Regions from separate parts of the Gossypium hirsutum genome. Here region 1 is linked to region 2. The links are chromatin contacts, called in public Hi-C maps. All regions are on one chromosome and are shown on one strand. Each heading gives the region's core, a stretch centred on a gene start, on an enhancer-like site or on the middle of the called end of the contact. The rest is flanking DNA. Distances are from core to core; before and after follow the strand shown. Region 1 has its middle 7.0 kb from the start of LOC107945898. Region 2 holds the start of LOC107945902 (cytochrome b5).

Evidence for each region. Hi-C and Micro-C count contacts between places; a contact is called where the count stands out from the background.
Region 1: a Hi-C map of leaf shows a contact between it and region 2, with 2.0 times the contacts expected there. The contact joins the enhancer-like site here to the promoter of LOC107945902 in region 2. A contact is called at or near these places in 2 of 34 Hi-C or Micro-C datasets (callus and leaf).

The regions. Positions count from the first base shown.
Region 1 is chrD12:41,572,306-41,576,592 of Gossypium_hirsutum_v2.1, reverse strand. No RefSeq gene overlaps it. Among protein-coding and RNA genes, the nearest start is that of LOC107945898, 7.0 kb to the left of the region's middle. Within about 2 kb of position 2,887, at least 4 of the 9 cell types and tissues checked have an H3K27ac peak or open chromatin away from gene starts, as enhancers often do. A contact at or near this core is called in leaf, where this site is marked.
Region 2 is chrD12:41,481,630-41,486,480 of Gossypium_hirsutum_v2.1, reverse strand. LOC107945902 (cytochrome b5) reads left to right here and starts at 2,169. Exons shown (of 4, transcript XM_016880052.2): 1 at 2,169-2,332; 2 at 2,448-2,542; 3 at 2,836-2,902; 4 at 3,020-3,415. The coding sequence starts at 2,456. The coding sequence ends at 3,282.

The DNA.
Region 1 (4,287 bases), core at 1,638-4,137, 89 kb before region 2:
AATATCGTTGGTCAAATTGTGTCCATCCCTTTATTCGTACACCACATGCACCAAAAACAACTTTATGAACTTTTTTTTCTTTTTCTTTTTGTGATTATGATTGAGAATTTGTCCACAACTTTCACCTTATAATAGAGTTAGTAGGTCATAATATCTCGTCACTGCTTTCGTCAAAATTTGCTTGTTATTAGCTTGATTGGTACGAGCCTTGTTGTCAATACAAAAGGATGTGAGCTTGAGTACATTGAAGCGTATTATCCTTCTATTTATAGGTTAGGGGCTATGGATAGTCTTAGAATTTTTGTCAAAAAACTTATAATGAGATTATTTTAAAAAATTTAGTATAATTACATAAGTGTACAAATAACCATTTTTATCCGAAAAAAGATAATTATATTGATAATTAAATTAAAATTTATTAGTATAATTACATATTTTATTCGAATTATTAAATTTGGGTTCTAAGGAATTAGTTCCGTAAAAAAGAAAGGGTGTAGACTTTAAAATATTGATCCAAAGGTGACAAGTTGGACTTATTGAGCTCTAGCCCAAATCTGGTCACTTTCCATTTTTATTTTTCATAATTTTTAGCTTCAAATGAGTATAAATTACTTAAGGTATTTATGGTTGAATCAGGTTGGGTTTCTATATATGGCATTAATGATTTCATTACTTATCTAAGCTATAAGTCCTGCCCAATATATGGATATTAAATTGTACTCAAATTAATTCATATTTTAAATTGATTAATTTAAATTCATTTATTTAAATTTTTTATATAAATATAGATTTAAGTTTTAATTTAATATTTATTAACTTTATATTTTTTTATTAAAATTTAAAACATAACCATTTTAAATATTTTTAACAATTATATTATAATATAATATAACTATTATTGAGCTTATCATGAATAATACTAAGGGATAAATAATAAAGCTACACATAAACTTTGGTTCTATGTGCAATGCTATACATGAATTTTGATTTTCTTAAATGTATACAATTGGATCAAAGTAAAGTTTAATGCGTCTATCTGAATCACAATTAAAATTTTACTTATGTAATTGCACCAAATCCAAATTTATGCATCGAATTGCACATCGAAATAAATTAAAGCTCATGTGTAGTTTTTATGTTTATCCCTAATACTAATAATAAGAACAAATGTTCGCAATGGCCATGGCACTCAACATGGGTTCAAGTCATGGGACCCTACACTTGATGGGAAAGTAGCCAAAACCCTAAAAGCATCCAACGAGTTAGCTAAGATCCATGATTGAAGCCAAGATATGTTAAGGGGTCAAGTTAAAATTAACTTTATTTAAAACTATGAACTCAAATAGGCTGATCATCAAAGTGCCTCAACCACATTGGGAAAACATTCCACCATTCAAAGATTGGCAATGGCAACGCTAGCACCCGACATATAGTTTCAAATCATGGGTCCTTCAAAGCTGATGGGAAGTAGCTGGTGGACAATATTGAAAACTTTTTATGAGATGAAATGAAATCAAGTCGAGCATAGGATCACAAGATATGTTTATATGCCTGTTCAAGTGGTGGCATGTGATTCCAAGCTGATCTGATTAAAACCCTTTCTTCTTTCCTCTAAAAATGTAATGTAAGCTTAAAAAATTTCTTGGGTAATAAACATCTTTTGTCACACTAGAAAACAAATGTAATAAAAAACTAAGCTAGTTTTTGATCAAATATCTCGTAGGTTTCTGTTATCAAACGAATCAATTTAATCTTTATTAAAAAGAATCAAATAAGTTCAAATGTAACAAAGTTATCATTTATTATATAAAAATTCTTATTTTTTACGAAAAAAAGATTTTATTCATACGTTACTAACCAATGGTAGTATAAAGATTTTTTTTTACTGAATTACAAACACTCAACATATCTTGATGATCAATTTTTAGATAAGATGTAATAATAACAAAGCCAAAGTAAGTAGTTTTCCTTTCATCATACCCACACTTCCATTGGCAAAGCTCTTTCATGCAAAAAGAATTTAAATATTACATTCCTTATTCATTCCAAAGACACACAAGCTAGCTATATATATATATATAGTCAAAACTATTACTGCATCATATTTATAGTTTAATACCTAAAGCATTTTCTTATCCATGGTAAGTGGTAACATGTAATGCAGATCTGTATATATGAGAATATACAAGTGAATATGTCTGTAAACATCATCTCCAACTTGAAACCCTAGAGATAAAGTTTGACCAAACTTGAAAACCAGATCTTAATAACAGCATGAAACTGACAGATGAGATAAAAAGAAAAAAAAGAAGCCATCATGGAAAAAGATCTGAGTAATGATGAACTAGAAAAAGAGGGTTTTACAACTTAGTACTGACAGAAAAAAAAAAGAAAGTAATGATGAAACTTTAACAAATTGGTCAAAAACCCTTTCATCATTGCACTGCAAAGTAACAAACAACCTTAATTTCAGTAAATAAAACACCCCAATGATCCAAAAAAACAACCCAAACCTTTTTTACATGCTGCAGTCCATGGGAGTTACATATGGGAGCAATGATTGGGGGGAATGAAGCCTGGTCCGACGACACTAGTACAACCTTAATCCATTACAAAAATAAGCAATATAAAGATCCCCACGTTAATCAGAACAATATTGCAGGGAAAACGGATTAGAAACACAAGTGTCCCCGGTCCAGACAACATTCCCCTCAGAATGAATGCTCCCCTAAAAACTATATCTTCAAAAGAGGCTTTGGTGGCAGCTAAGGGTTTTGTGTATGTGCGTTGCTTGGATTCTCTCTTATCTCTTTATCCCCCCCAAGAGTTTAGCCTCTGTTCAAGGGAGGGGGGAGAGAGAGATGGGGAGAGTGGTGGGGTTTTGGCCTTTTTGGGTGACAATGAAATAATGAAGAGGAAAATATGGGTGATGGGGGAGTAGTTAAGATGAGTAAAAAGAGTTGGAATTTGGAACCCAAAGTTTAAAAAAAATGACAAATTTTGTAAAAGGTCCTTGTATTATGTACTTTTGATGAAATTAGTCTTTCTATTATAAATTGATGATGTATAATTTCTCTAATTTTCAAAATGTGCATTTTTATTCTTGAAGTTAAGGTTGGATTTGATTTCTGAAAATATTTTATATTCTCATTTTCAATGAGTAGTTTTTATTTTTTTTTATTTTAAAGATGAGAAACACATTTGATAAATAGAAATAAAAATGTGTTTTCAATAAAATAAACAAGTTTTATATTTATATGAATTTGAAGTAGGATACCAGATTATATAGGTTAGGTTATCATATATATGTATAAATTTTTGAAAAAACTAGGCAGAAAAGTTAGATTTAACATTTAACATACACATTTCAAAAGTGATAATTAAAAATGATTAAATTATAGTATAAGAACTAATTTGTAAAAAGAACATAGTATAAGGACCTTCCATAAAATTAGACGTTTAAAAAAAGATAAAACATAGATGGAGACTCGACCCTACTAGCTATTTATTTCCTCAGTTTCAGAAAAGACCACGACCACCATGCACTCGAATCCATTTTTTTAATTAAAAGAATTATAATTATTATTTTAAAAATTTCAAACAAAACCAAAATTAGATTTAATAAATCTAAATTTAAATAAAATCGATTATTGATTTTCTCCAATTTGTTGGTCTGCACAATCAAGATATATGGATGATGGTGGGATGCAGTCATCAAACATGATAATAGTAATAAATAAATAAATAAAATAAAATAAAATTACCACTTAGATTGTTGTGTCTAATCGTTTACGTAACCTAGAATTACTGTACTAATCATAACAAAATAATAGTATGATGACAAAAATAATAGAATAGTCAAGTAAAAAAAAAGTGAGTCACACTTACCCATACCTAATTTTCTTTTCCAACTACAACTTTTATTTAAATACCATTTCAGATACTAAGTTACTTATAATAATAGAGGATGGTTGCCTAAAATACGCGTTTACAAGTGTAAAATGCGCATGGTTCACTTTCTAACACAACTTAATTAAGTGTGGGTTTGGATGGGTAGTGAAGTGCGATGCGCTTAGCTTAGCTTATTTTTTGTCTCACGTTACAGTATTTATTTTTATTGTCACCTTTATTTTTACACTAATCGCAGATAAATGTACTGTCCATCTAAACTCACTCTAAGCACTTTCTCTATATGAATCTATATTTTTTTAAAAACTCGAGAGTAAAAAAATTATACTAACATGTTGAGAGTTATTGACACTTGATAAACATATTCACAAACTTCTT
Region 2 (4,851 bases), core at 920-3,419:
TCCATATTCTAATGGCGGTTTCAAGAGCTGCCTCAAATGATTTACATGCAATCAAGCCCTTAAATCCATCATATGGTTAAATGCTACACATTAACAAGTAACCTTTAGTTGACTGTTTGACATGATTTATAGATGCCTCAAGTTTGAAATCTCAATTCTTTGAATTAATTATTAGATCATTGAAGCAAAACAACTTTGCAGATGCCTCATGTTTGAAATCTCATTTCTTTGAATTAATTATGTTGAAAACGGAGATGAAGAAGAGAGGAAAACAAATGGAGAAGCAGAAGAGAATGAAAAATAAAGAAGAAAAAAAAGAAAGTTAAAATAACATAAAAGAAAAAAATTAAATTGCTTAAAATGAAAAAATATGGGGACCAATTATATAATTTAACCTTTTTTTTTTGAAATAATGATTTAATGATGTTACAACACGTTCACGTAAGTGACTAAAATGTAACATCTCAAATATAAGTGAGTAAAATGTAACTTGAGATAAACAAAAATGACTATTTTTGTAGTTTAGTCAAATAAGAATTTGGCAAAAATGGTAAAATTAAATATGTATAAATTATGATGCTTTTAGCTTTAAATTGTCTGAATTTATAGAGTTCATATAACAATAAAAAAATAAGCTCTCAAAATAATATTTTTTCTTTGTAAAAAAGAGTATATATATATATATAATATTTTTAATTAATCTTCGACTAACTCTTAATACTAACTCCATTAAAAATTCAAACAATAGAAATTTATTAGTATCAAAGTCCAAACAGCAAGCAAAGCTGGTTGGATATCATTTTCTTGTGAGCGAAAATTGCTGGCCCTTTTTATTATTTATTAGCATTTTATTGACCCCTTTGCTTGGATAAAAGCAGGAGCAAATTCAGAATTTTTTATTTTGGAGGTCTGATTTAAGTTGTAAATTTTTATGAGAGTTAAAATGTAATTTCACAATTTTACTAGAAGGTATCTTTATAATTTTTAAAAGATTAAATTTTTTTTATCATTTTTAGAGGGCCCAAATGAAATTTAATTTTCTATTAAATTAAAATTTTATAAAATTTAAAGGGTCAAACGTGAAATTTTACATTTTATGACCCACCACTGCCATCCCGTCTAGACTATTAAAAATTGTGGATGAGAAACACTGACCAAACCACCTACTTTCACAATTTGTTTTTGGGTTAAAATATATTTTATGTGTTTACAAATTTGGAATTTAATTATATAATTTAGTTTTTATATTTTTAGATTTAAAATTTAAATCCAATTATTAATACTGTTAATATTTTTTATTAATTTTTTGGTGTAATTAAAAAATGATGTTGGAATCAACATGAATTTAACAAAATCATTTTAATAATATTAACAACTAGACTTGAATTTTAAAATCTGAAAAATAAAAAGACTAAAATCCTAAGGTTGAAAATTTAGGATCTAAAGACTTATGACATATTTCAATCTTTATTTTCGAGTTTAAATAATTAAAAATATATTTGGAAAATCATTGATAATAGAAAATAAATATCATTATTTAATAATTACTCTATATTATTACTTTTTCATTTTCCTTCTCTTTACCTTTTTCTGTACGAGTATTTTATTTTGATCCATGAACTTGAAAAACATAAAAAATTTCAAGCGATGATATGGTACAATATTAGAGTGTCACATACAATGTTTTAATAATCGAATCAATGGTCGAACCGAATAGATTATTGATTTTCAATTCAATCGATTTGATTAGTTCAATTGCTAAATCAACAATAATTAAATAAATAATTAAAAGTTCATAAAAATATATAAAAAAAAACTATTAAACTGTTCAACTACTAATTCTTGTCACAGTTTTCAGTTTTTACCAATTTCGAGTAGTTTTTGATTCAATCAGTTCAACCCTTTGTTCGGATTAATATATCGTTCGATTTTTGGTCCAATCAATCCAATCGTATTTCAAAAATACCGATCATATCATCATATTTTAATGGAATATAAATTAAAAATTCTAAGCGAATCTAATTATCAAATTCAAATCTAATATAATAAAAAAATAAAATACGAAAATAAACTTAATTATTAAAATTAAAAGCAAAAATTATATCATCTCATCGAAAAAAATAATTACAAACTTCAAAAGAATTAATGTTGGTAACTCGAACATGAAGAATACGTATATCACACCGGAGTATGAAGCACGTGTCCACTTGACTGGTCAGAAATTGGCAACATTTTTAAGCCAAAGATAATATTAACTGCCCCATTCAAACTTAGACATTAGTCCATTCACCTTTTCCCCTCGATTTCCATTCCTTTGACTTCCCTTCATCATGTTAGAACAAATCCTGCTCTATTTTACTCTTTTCTTATAAAACTTGTCAATTTCTGCACTTCACTTTGCTTTTTCTGTTGAATTTATCTCTTTTTTTTTTCTTTTCATTTTGTAGTTCAAGAAATGGGTTCAGGAGAAAAGGTATTTGTTTATGAAGATCTGGTGAAGCACAAAGACAGAAATGATTGTTGGCTTTTGATCTCTGGAAAGGTTTGGTTTTCATTTCATTTTTGGATGAATCTGATTTGGGTTTTCCCCCTTTTTGTATTTTGTTTTACTTATTTAAGTAGTTGGAACTATGTGGAATATGCAAAGCTAGGTTTTTTTAATTTTTTTTGGATTGAACTGTGAAGAAATGGAAATTCATAGGTATAAAAAGTATGCAAAATTAGATCTTTTTTTTCTGCAGAAAACGTGCATCTTTGATGAAATTATGGGAAAATTAGTATAATAATGGAAGCAATTTAATTTAATGATTAGCTTACCCTTGCATGTTCTTTAAGGTGTATAATGTAACCCAATTCTTGGAGGACCATCCTGGTGGAGATGAAGTTTTGCTTGCTGCTAGTGGTAAGATGTTTGTTCAATGGTCTTGTTCGACAATTACGAGCTTAATGTTCATATAGCTAGCCGGATCGTATCTGTTTATATATTTATGTTGTGACATATCAATATCTAATTATATAGGAAAAGATGCGACCAATGATTTCGAAGACGTAGGTCACAGTGATGATGCAAGAGAGCAGATGCAGAAGTACTATATTGGTGAGGTCGATGCCACCACCATTCCCGCACGAAGGATGTACAAAGCACAGACGTCAACCGCGGCAACTCAACAAGAGGAGCCTGGCTTTCTGTTTAAGATTATACAGTTCCTGGTACCCCTCTTGATCTTAGGCTTCGCATTCGGTTTACAGTTCTTGGGGAAGAAGGAAAAAACCGAAACTTAGATAACTTTCCCATTACGGAACCTGCTAGTTCGTATGTATGCTTGTTAAAGCTGTTGTTGTTGTTGTTGTAATGTTCGTGACAGTCTATAACTGATTGCTATTAATAATGTCTTGGAATGTCGTTTTCGATCTATTTTCTATTGTTTGAGATACTTGCATTGCAATTTGCATAGCCTTAGACTCGGCAATTCATGTGTTTGTATCGTATTTGTGTATTTTCATGTGTCATAGTCGCGTTAATAATTTGTATTATATACATTTTTGCATGTTTGTTTATTTGTATTGGGTTGGTGTTTGTTGTTTAATCATATCGAGTCTAAACTTGTTAGGTCTATATAGCTTCATAGCCTTATGATTTATCAAATATCTAGGCATCTTTTAAAGCATATTTGTCGAGTCTACGGAAGTACCTGTAAGATCATCGTTTTCTCTCCCATTTTCCTTGTGCCTTTGCAAAATGGTGATTGAAATTGTTGGGTGAATCTCGGTTTTTGTTTAGCAGGATAGGTTAATGATGAATGTTGTGCCTGTAACCATCCTGCTAAGTTTCTCTTGCCCATTTTTTGTATCTGTTGTTATTTGATGAGACTACATATCCCGGGAGGCCTCCGGCATCCCGACATAGCACCTCTTCTTGGGTTACTGAAAATGCCTTGCTATATTGATCTACTGCTCCTGAAACTCCGTATACCTTGGAGGATAGTATTCTTCATTACAACCCAAATGTCTTAAACTCGGATTGACATGAGGCTTTCGATGTATAAGCCTCGGATTAGGGGGTTTCAGCATGGTGAACCGTGCTCACTAACTCAAGCTGAACTTGGCTTGGCTGCCCATCTAGCACTCAATGATATATGATCTTTGACATGGTCTACAATTTTGCCACATTTTTATGAGCTTCTGTTGCTTAAAATCTGCAATATTGGCCCGATGGATCATCTCGGATTTGGTACTCAAGATACAAGAATAGCTTTTCTTTTTCAAACTCTTGGGTATTTGGTAGTTATATTGGCTCCAATCGGGGATGAAGTTAGGAAATTGTTTTGGAGTACGGAAGTTAATTTGTATGTTTTTATAAGAGCTAAAATATAAATTTATCGTTTTAATAACTTATATCTTTTTAATATTTTAAAGGATTAAATCAAAATTTTATTAATTTTATGAGTTAAAAGTGTAATTTTATCATATTAGCTTACAAATTTTCATAAAATTTTAAAAGATTAATTTTTTTTTATTTTTTTATTTTAGGGGGAGTCGAGGCCCTCTCCAGCCCCCTAGCATTACCCTCGGGTCTAATCTTAATAAAGTTTATGTTATCAAACTTAAAAATATTTTCTCCCTAAGGACCAGTAAGTTAATAAAGTGTATTTTGATAGTAATTTTGAAAAGTGTTAATATGTAATTTGTCCTTTGAATTTGTACAGAAATACTTAATTGGTATCTGAACTTGTATTTTGTCACCTTGGTTGGTGGTATCTCTCCACTAATATTGTTAGTTTGTGTTGGTGTGGCACTAATATTCAATCTAGTGGTAATATGTGGTAGCTTTATAGCAAAAAAATCCTTAAA